Regions from separate parts of the Mus musculus genome. Here regions 2 and 3 are each linked to region 1. Evidence: chromatin contacts called from public HiChIP or PLAC-seq data. All regions are on one chromosome and are shown on one strand. The core of a region is the stretch at or near the end of the contact, and the rest is flanking DNA. Distances in the headings are between cores, read along the strand shown. Region 1 has its middle 18 kb from the start of Gm46743. Region 2 overlaps Pkp4 (plakophilin 4). Region 3 overlaps Pkp4 (plakophilin 4).

Region 1 (3,282 bases), core at 204-2,703:
CATGCGCATTTGCCTGTCTAGAACCTCCCATTCTCCAGCACTCCGGACCTGTATACTACCGTGTGTCCACAGCAACTACAGTGCCTGGAAAACACTCATATTGCCTGCTCAAAAGCCATCCCTTATTTAGTTAACCTAACTGAGCCCCGGTTTCTCTCTGGTATCAAGAACTCCAAAAGATTACAGGGCAGATGTCTTACAGTGAATCATCAATTGTATCAAATCCCTAGAATATATAGCACCTACTCTATGCCTCCCGCTCCTCTGAGGTCAGAGCCGTGCCTGAGGCTTTCCAGGAAACTTCTTACCCCAGGGATATTTACTTTCCAAGGCACTGATATTGGCCATGTTGAAGATCTACTGCCGCGACTCTAGGACATAAAAAGTCTAGAGTTGCTGGAAACTTGGGAGTACGCACGTGGCCCAAGTGGCCATAGTACCAGGGGTGTAGGAATAAACGTCAACCTGATGAGGATGAGAGAGCCAAGGTATGGAGAGCGCTTAAGTCCCTGGTGACCTCACCAAGACCGCACCACTCATTCCTAGCACCGCCCCCCCCCCCCCCCGACTCCTGGAGAGAGGTGACATTCACGATCCTACCTGTGTCATGGTGGTGTTGTTACCTCATAGTGATAATATCTCTCTCAGAGTCAATATCCTTTTCAATATTGTTTGGTTACATCATGTTTTCTGTCTCTTGAAGGTACACATATCTAACCAATATTGAAGTTACACATATCTAACCAATACAGGCATTAGGAAATATGTCTTTTGAATGAGCAAATGAAGAAAGGGAAACGGCCCCCTTTAATGTGTGTCATCGTGTGAAATCTTTCCAATAGCCTCGGACCTGGAAGCTGCACCATTAGAGCCGAGAAAACTGGACCCCAGAGAAGACCCTGCCTCCTATCCAAGGCCGCAGGATTAGGAAGGCCAGAGCTGAGTCACATTTAACTGCCGCGCTATCTATCAATTTACTATCTTTAGCATCTCAGTTCAGACTTTTTATCCATAGCAGAAGGTTCTCCTTTGAAGTTTCTTTTTCTACTTCCTACTGACTTCATTTTTTCTTTCTTTCCAGTGTTGGGGATGGAACTGAGAGCCTCCCAGAGTGTAGGCAACACCCCCCTGCTGAGATGTACCCTTGACCTCCCGTTGACCTTTCGACCTGCTACCTTAAAAGTCAGCCTCCTAATTTTGACCTTGGGCTGATGGGCCTATATCCATTTGTTTCTAGTCTACTTAATTCTTCAGCGTCATAGCTACCCGTGTCTTCTGACTAGGAAATAGCACCCACGCTTCCCCATGTCTGAGATCAGAGTCCCCACAGTGCTCCAAGGAACTTCAACGAAGATATATTCCCATGCCACTCCATCTCTCTACCTCCCTCATGGCTCATCAACTTTGCCTTGGCACACATCCAGGTTGACCACGTGAGCGTACTATGTTGGCAGGAAGCCTGGGTATAGTGGGAGAGGCCTCAGGAAGCATTGCCATCTTACTGTGAGACCCGAGTAGATACACGCAGGGTACACGTATATGCTTTTTAGCAAACCTAGAAAGAACACCACTCTGGCACAGCTTTCTTCCCCTGGGTAGGAACACAGAGAAACCACGGTTTTCTCTCTACTGGCCAGAATGTCTGCTGCTCACAGCCAGGACTTCATAGATGAACGCTGTAGAAAACGTCTTAGCTGCACCCAAAGAACTTCAAGTGTTTTGCTCTCGCTTCTGAAGGAAAACAAACAAATAAACAAAAAAAAAAAAAAAAAAAAAAAAACCGGCCCTGGTAGTCAGCAAAGCTCCAGAAAACTGGCTGTGGAAGGTATCTTGTAAACTGGAAATCATCTGCCCTCTAGTGGTCATCTGCAGGAAGTTCCAACCCGAAAACAGCCAGGACGGAGAAGGCAGAAAGAGTGTGTGACAAAAAGAGAACCCGTAATAAGTCGTCATGGTGGGAAGCCACCATTCGTTAAAAACCAAATATAGGTCACGAGAGTAAAAATAGACATCCGAGCTTTTCACAAACCCTAGCAGGTTAGATCAAAGTCGCCCTGAACTTAGCACTTGGGTGGCATTCCAAACCCAGAGAGTACTGAGCAGGAGAAAACCTACGCCCTGGGACTCCTCCCAGGAAGGGAAGGCTGTTGTGGGTGGGGAAAGATTTGATATGAAACTACATCAGAGGAAGTGTTTGTTTTTATTGCTTCCTGAGAACTGGGAAAGGATGAAAGAAAGTACAAGAAAGGCAGATAGAGGAGGGCTGCAGGTTCTCCAAACGTGAGCTGCCCGCCCTGATTAGTCTGCAGTGCCCAGGACTGTTGGGTGGGGTTGCTTGGTGAGACTATTCAGGACGGTGGAAGAAGCTGTTTCCCCATTGATGCAGGACTGAAAATAGTCTAAAGCACACGAGGAGAGACGCCTGGCCTGAAAAATACTTCCTGGAGCAGCCTAGGGGTCAAGGAGGGGCCTAGGAACCCATAGAAGTGATGGGCAGCGCCCCTGGCCATTAACTGAGTCAGACCTATTTAAAACAAACTTATGCCAAAGTTATAGACACCCTCAAGGTGGAAATCAATTCGTGGGGCCTGTGGGTGCAGCTTAGGGAGAAGGGTTGCTTGTACAGGAAATAAAAGACCTGAGAGGAGCGCATGTTTAGACCATGGTGTTTAGAAACAACAACCAGACTTTGTAGTAACCCCTGCCCGAATGCCAGCTCACATAATAACAAAACATAAGAAACCTTGGTGATGGCCCATGCCAACTCGGACGTGAGGAACTTAGGGTCCAAGGACAGATCTGTGATCTTAAAAGAATGTAATGAGCTGTTGGCATTCCTGGGGTGCAGACTCGATAAGAAACTAGATCAGAAAAAGGGTTTGTTTGTATTTCTTCTGCCCACAGAGGCAAAGGAGGAAAAGAAAAGCCAGAGCCCAGATGAACAACTGGAAGCTGGTATGTTCCTGGTCAATGAGGTGAGCAGCTGACCTGGGCTTCACGCCCTGGTCCCTCATCACAGACTACATCCTTCTCTTCTCTTCTCTCTCTCTCTCTCTCTCTCTCTCTCTCTCTCTCTCTCTCTCTCTCTCTTATGGTGAAATAGCCTGAGTTGACAGAAGCTGCTGTCAAATGCTCCTCTCTGACCTAATCTACAGCCTTTCAACTAATGCCAGAACCAGAGCCCTAAAGCTGCCAACACATCTGAAAAAATACTTAACTCTTTGTCTGAGGATCGGACCCAGTTGTCCAAATAAAGTCCAAATAACGAGCACAGTGAAGCTA
Region 2 (3,183 bases), core at 142-2,641, 220 kb before region 1:
CCTTCCCCTGCAACCTTGATATGCCCCATGCCCTCTTCAGAGGTACAGGGAAACAGTAAGCAACAGGCTATATGCAGGGTATACCAATTGATTGGCAGAGTACACTGTATTTTTATAACAGATAGACTACTGTCTCTTGGTTTTAGAAATGTTCTTCAAAATAAAAATGGTATTTCCAGTCATGGGTAGGATTAACAAATAAATTTCATAGTTCTATATAGGATACAAGATTACTTATTTTCTATAGAATCATGTGTGTGTGTGCACATGTGCATGAGTGTGTGCGTGTCTGCGTGTGATTGTGATTTGAACTTGCCTCAGGGGCTCTGACTTTCATTCTTAGGCCTACTCATAAGCCACACTCTTTAAATTTTTTTGATGATGATTAAGAAAGTTGAGATCCAGATTTAAGATTGAGGTGAACCCAAATGGCACAGAGTGGGAGTCAAAAGGTGGATGCTCACATTGCTAACACACCGAAGCGCGCGCTGTGTGTACCTCTTGCTCTGGTGCGCTCCTAAATTAGATACCCTGTGTATTGCTTCTGTTGTTTTCAATGAGTGGGAATCACCCTGTTCCTCATTTGTAGAGCTCTTAAAAAAGATGCCATCATTCACGATAACATCTTACTGGATTTTTATGGAAATTACAAGTAGACCTTCATTATGCCTCTATTTATTTAAGTGGTAGTTAAATATCAAAGAGTGAGGTGAGATCCAGGGATCCTTAAAATTTGAAGATAAAAGAATTTGGAGCCCAACCATGTCCTATTGATATTACTTCATTTGAACATGGCTGTCTTAGCTTTAGTAATTACATGCCCTTCCTGTATGGCAGAGTGCCCAGAGCTCAACAAACTCCTGCACAATTATTTACTTTATTCCTCTAAAACAGAAACAACGCCCTGCTCTGCCCCTGCCTCTGCAGCCACCTTTTGTGCAGCCTGAGTTTATTTGCACTGACTAGTCCTCCCTGACATACTTCAGCCACATGCAGCAAACACCTTCATTCCAGCTGTAGGCAAGCATAGTTCACGGGAGTTAGGGAAAGGCACTGTACTGTCACTGCAGCACCCGGCCTTTTATTGTCCCTGTGACTGTTAGTAACCAACTTCTCTCTTCTAGTGGGAGCCAAATGGTCCTGGCAGTTGTGATGATCGTTTAACTTACATCTTCCCGTGCCTGAGCTGCATCGTGAAGCACAAGGAAGGCTGTGTGTGTGTGTGTGTGTGTGTGTGTGTGTGTGTGTGTGTGTGGTGAGAGAAACTAAATTTCATAGTTTTTCCCCCTTAATATTATAGAAATAAGTTTAGAACTGAGGTTAAATGATAGAGCTCCCATGATGTCATAGGGCTTATAGCCAAGAATTCTGAGCAGTCGATCGCACTGGACTCTGTAGAGATAAGTCTGAAGTTGTATGTCAACACTAGAAGTCTGGCCTTTTGTGTGTTCTGTGGATGCAGATGAGGATGTTCATGCAGGAGCTGTACATCCATTTTCTGGTGACCTGTGGAGTGATAAGCTGGACACTGCGACATTCTCAGTTCTACCTTCTCTGAGTTATACTTCAGAATTACTGAATGTGTGTTCTGTCTGAGTTGAAGACAGCTTTTGAGTCTGTTGACACTAGGGTTTGTGTACAGTGTCCTTTAACTATAGAGAGATGTGTTTATACAAACTCCATCTGCTGACCACACATAGCAGGATCACATACACAACTAGAGTACATAATAGGTGTTGTAGCAGGCTTACATGTATGTAACCAGAAAAAAGCATATATACTTGTAACTAAACTTTGTTTTTAATTTATTAAAAATATTTATCACAGGCCTACTGGGAGTAAGGCTCTTTGTCAGAAGAATGTGCAACCACGAACAGTATTGTAGATTTTATTGGAGGAGTAATCGGCCCATGAACTAATTGGACCACAGATCTGCCCCTCCCTATGTATACTCTTGTGTTTAAACGTGCTAATGCTCACATTTATAGCATGTCAGTTATTTGTATATTTACCAATTTAGGTATTTTAACTTTAATTTTTTATTAACAGTACTTTACATTTGAAAGTAATAGAATACTTTTTCTTTGTTAACATTTACAGCCAAACCTGACTTTTTATGCTTAAAATTTTAATTTCCTTTTCAGTTGGATAACCCAGTTCACAGTTTCTTTTCAGAGTTAAATTATTAATGCACGGGATAATTTCCCCTCTATGGGCATACTTTAAATTTGTATGGGCTATTAAATTTGAAATGGTATCTGCTGCCCCTTGATGAGATGGATGGCCAAACATACTTTTGAGGTAGGGTCCCAAAGCTGCTCAGAGCTTTGGCATGCACAGCATGAGAGTTCTGAAGGTCCCTGCCTGCATGCTTGCGTGCTTACTTTCTAGATTGCCATTCCTGTTACTTTGCAGAAATTAGTCCATATGGCCTTACTTCATTTGTGTATGGTTCATGAATATATTGTTTTCCAGAGTGATTAGAGCTGCTTGTACCTTAGCAAAGTAATTTAGTTGTAATTATTTTGTTTCAGGCATTCCTAAGAAAAACCATTTAAAACAAAGGCTTTTCAAACAATTTAAGAGATAAATCTGTGTCTTAACTTGTAGAATGTCTGAATTTATGAATCAAACCTTCAGGGATTAGGGGTTGCATAAAGCAGAAACAGATTGTAAACAAATTAGATGACTCATCAAAACTTGAAGACATTCGTATTACACAGTTATTTCTTATATAATCATACTTTAATAACGATACTTCGGATATACATATAGTTTTTATAAGTAGGATAGAATATCTAGTATTGAAATATTTTGGCTTTGGAGAGATAAGTTTTCCTTGGATAATGATGTAATAGTTTAAGTCACTTTAATGTTTAAGCTAGTAAGTTGAAAATGTTTTATTAGAATATTAATTATACATAATGGGTTTTATTACAGTATTTTCAGACATGTATGCAATATATTGTTGCATGTAGTTTTCTGCTACTGCCTTAGCTCTAGGGGGGGATCCTGCTACCAACCTCTCCCCAGCTCCCCTTGAATCCTCAGGTAAAGGACATAGACTCAGTTTGTTCTTTTACAACTTGCCTTCTTGGCACAATTACTGGTCAGTACGGTCTCCCGCTTGGAAAAGCATGCCCTTACCAGTTTATTGTCTCTGTCTCTCCACCTGCCCTAAAC
Region 3 (3,046 bases), core at 185-2,684, 250 kb before region 1:
GCTTATAGGTTTTAATTCATTTTCGCCTCTTCCTCAGGTCTCTGAGGTTCTTTCCAGCATTTTCTTTCTTTGGATTTTGCATCACTGGAGATGGCATCCCCCAGCCTTGTGCATGCCAAGACACTGCCCCTCATCCTCTCATGCTCAGAATTCTCGTCGCTGAACTTTGTAGTTTTCCCTCTTAATGGTTCAGTTCTCTGCCACTTAAGAGTCACGGCACTGCCTGCCTGGCCTCAGTTGTCCAGAACAGGCCAGCATGCTCACAGGGCCCAGCAAGTGTGCCGGTTTATTTCTTGCACCCGTCTCCTCACGAACCAGTCCAATCCCAATTCACTTTTATATTTCTTGTATACTGAATTGTTATTTCCCCAAAAAACTGCCTCGAACAGAAAACAACACCATTGTGACTTAATTCTAAAAATATTTTTAAAGTATATTCCTTTCAGGGGTGGAGAGGAGGAACTTCTGCTGGAATTCTACAGGCAGCCTCTGGCCGTTGTCTCAGAAGCCCAACAAAACAGACCTGCTCAAAGGACTAAATGAAGAATTCTGAATTACAAAGCTTTCACACTTTCTTCCAAACTATGCGTATGTCAAATTAGTCTTAAAAAAAAAAAAAAAAGGCAAACAAGTAGAAAATCATCATTATCCCTAGTTACTTTTTCTCTGTTGGATTCTCCTCAGCATCTACTGTCTCCACAGATTGTAACATTAGTAGTGTTCCTTCAGAGAATTGTCCTGGCCCCTTGGTCTCTCCTCTGCTAAAGATCCTCCAGCTTCCCCCCTTCAGCCCCCTATCTAGGCTCAGCCCTGCACCTCCTACCTACCTCCAGCCACGGCCCTCAGGCCACGCCCTCCCTGGTGAGAGTCTTCCCTTTGTCCCTTGCCCATTAGGGCATAGGTCTCTCTTTCCAGCTCACCTTAAGCAGCTGTGTCTCTAGCTCACTCCTTTTCTTCTGCTTACTTCCATAGGGGGCCGTTTTCGTTTCCCTGCTTATAAAAATGTTATATGTGGTTATGGCAGAAAATGAGAAATAGTGAGAAAGATGGACTCCCTGCAATTTCACTACATAAAAATAGCATCTTGGTTTCATTTCTTCATGAAAATAGGATCGGCTGCGTAGATGTAGCCTTTATCCATAGCTTTTATTCCTATCTATGATAATACAGTTTCAGAACTGCTCATGTTAAATATTGGCTATTACCTCAGTTATTAAACTTAAATTTCAGTGAATAGGTGTGTAATTAAAGCAATGCTGAAAGGCATGTGGTACTAAATTTTAATAGTTCTTTTAACTCCTTGCTTCCTATTTTTGATCAGTTACTGTAGAGTTGAATTTTCCAAAACTCATCTCCCTATTTCCTAATCACATGGTTATATCACTTGTCGAAGCATCAATTCTAAATGATTTGTTCCCCTTTTGATACAATGGTGGAAATTTCTGCCTTACATCCCTTTCCTTTCAGTTCCCTAATACTGATATATCATAGTGCTTTACATAAGCATTGTTCTTTGTCTAAAATGTTTTGATTAAGGCTAGATAACAATAAGCCAGAGAACCTTTTGTATTTTTTAATTTTTCTTGTCCAATTGATTGGTTTTTAGGGCAAGTGCTTTTTCTCCCAATGGAAATACTTTTCTCATTTTCACATTTTCTTCGTCTTGTTTTATTCTGTGACCCTGTCTTCCTGGACTCTCCTTCAACCACTTTGTGTTGGTTACCAATTTCCACAGATCAACCTAGCAGCTACTCAGTGAGGTCTGCTTTCTTTCGCCATGTGTCTATTAGGCTGAACTTCTCCTTTCCTGTTGTCGCCTGTCACAGAAGCTGTCTCCTGGCCCACTGCGCAATGCCATCGTTCTTAAGTAACCCTCAGTAGGCAACTGGTGATCTCTAGCATTCTCTTACCTTTTGGAATACGGTGATGTTAGTAAATTTGGGGCTGAGAAGGTCTCAGGTGATCTAGTATCTCCAGGTGCGTACCCAGTGCTTGATGGTTGATGTGGTTCGGTGAACCTTGGCCAGCCTTTTAATTATCATTTGTCAAACTACCCTTGTCTGATGTCTCAGGATTGCGCTGTCACAGCAGTAAAAACCCTAACTAAGACAATCTGTCATTCTCCAGTTTCGTTATTAACTTTATTGCTATATTTTTGTCCTTTGAAAGAAGAAAGGAATAGTATCCAGGGTATAGAACTAACTTAAACAAACTAACATTTTCAGACTTACCAGGACGTAGTCAGACTCCTGCTATTATATAAACTGGTTCACTTTCTTTTTAAAAGTTCAGAATTTTACATGATTCACAATTTATGATGAAGAGGGAAAAGCTGTTTGCACTTAGTGTGTGTCTCATTAGGCTTCAGTGGAGATGTTCATCCGGCACAACCACTTGAGATTTGCTTGTCTTCAACATGTCCTCTTCATTATGTGCATTCTGAAAGCCAGTTCATCTTGGGTGACTGTAAAGTCATGGTGGTGGCATTAGGTTCTGAATAAAACTAGAAAGCCTAACTAATAAATGTGACCTTTGTGTAGTCTTACCTGATGTCTAGTTGACGTGTTAACTATGTCAAAATTGTTCCATAAACTATAGTTATTTGTAATAGTACGGATATGTAATTTAAATGTCTCAATCACTTAAAAATAGGTGAGCAAATTATAGGCTCTGTGTGTCTGAAGTAATGATTAATAACATTGAGGATGATTTATTTTGGAGCAAATGTATGAACTAGGCAGTCACAGATACTAAAACACTTTCATATGGTAATAGATCGCTTTCATTATTCATTTTTTATTATCTAGATTTTTAATAGGAAGTGATCTAAACCAACTGCAAAGACATTTCAGGGTATTAAATGTTTTCATTAAAAGTAAAATTAACTTACTAGCTATTTTAATGTGTTAATAAACAATACCTCTGAAAACTAATAGATAAGTAGTTTTGTTCTTCGTATGCTAAATAAATTTGGGCAGATATATTAAATGCCATGAGCCTATTTTTCTTTTTAATCCATAAAGTAGGGACAATACTTACCTGTAGG

What was found. HiChIP or PLAC-seq counts read pairs in DNA pulled down with a chosen protein or histone mark.
Region 2: a contact with region 1 is called in a FOXA1 HiChIP or PLAC-seq map of pancreatic cancer cells. The contact joins two enhancer-like sites. A contact is called at or near these places in 2 of 484 Hi-C or Micro-C datasets (bone marrow-derived macrophages and nephron progenitors), 5 of 115 datasets of contacts at active chromatin or transcription factors (embryonic stem cells, forebrain and pancreatic cancer cells) and 2 of 9 other capture datasets (adipose tissue and embryonic stem cells).
Region 3: a contact with region 1 is called in an H3K4me3 HiChIP or PLAC-seq map of bone marrow-derived macrophages, with 4 times the contacts expected there. The contact joins two enhancer-like sites. A contact is called at or near these places in 8 of 484 Hi-C or Micro-C datasets (the AtT-20 cell line, CD8 T cells, bone marrow-derived macrophages and 4 more), 2 of 115 datasets of contacts at active chromatin or transcription factors (bone marrow-derived macrophages and pancreatic cancer cells) and 1 of 9 other capture datasets (embryonic stem cells).

Annotation. Positions count from the first base shown.
Region 1 is chr2:59,436,723-59,440,004 of GRCm38.p6, forward strand. No RefSeq gene overlaps it. Among named protein-coding and RNA genes, the nearest start is that of Gm46743, 18 kb to the left of the region's middle. Within about 2 kb of position 1,454, at least 148 of the 459 cell types and tissues checked have an H3K27ac peak or open chromatin away from gene starts, as enhancers often do. A contact at or near this core is called in bone marrow-derived macrophages and pancreatic cancer cells, where this site is marked.
Region 2 is chr2:59,219,205-59,222,387 of GRCm38.p6, forward strand. All of the region lies in intron 2 of Pkp4 (plakophilin 4), which reads left to right. Among named protein-coding and RNA genes, the nearest start is that of Pkp4, 60 kb to the left of the region's middle. Within about 2 kb of position 1,392, at least 47 of the 459 cell types and tissues checked have an H3K27ac peak or open chromatin away from gene starts, as enhancers often do. A contact at or near this core is called in pancreatic cancer cells, where this site is marked.
Region 3 is chr2:59,182,882-59,185,927 of GRCm38.p6, forward strand. All of the region lies in intron 1 of Pkp4 (plakophilin 4), which reads left to right. Among named protein-coding and RNA genes, the nearest start is that of Pkp4, 24 kb to the left of the region's middle. Within about 2 kb of position 1,435, at least 22 of the 459 cell types and tissues checked have an H3K27ac peak or open chromatin away from gene starts, as enhancers often do. A contact at or near this core is called in bone marrow-derived macrophages, where this site is marked.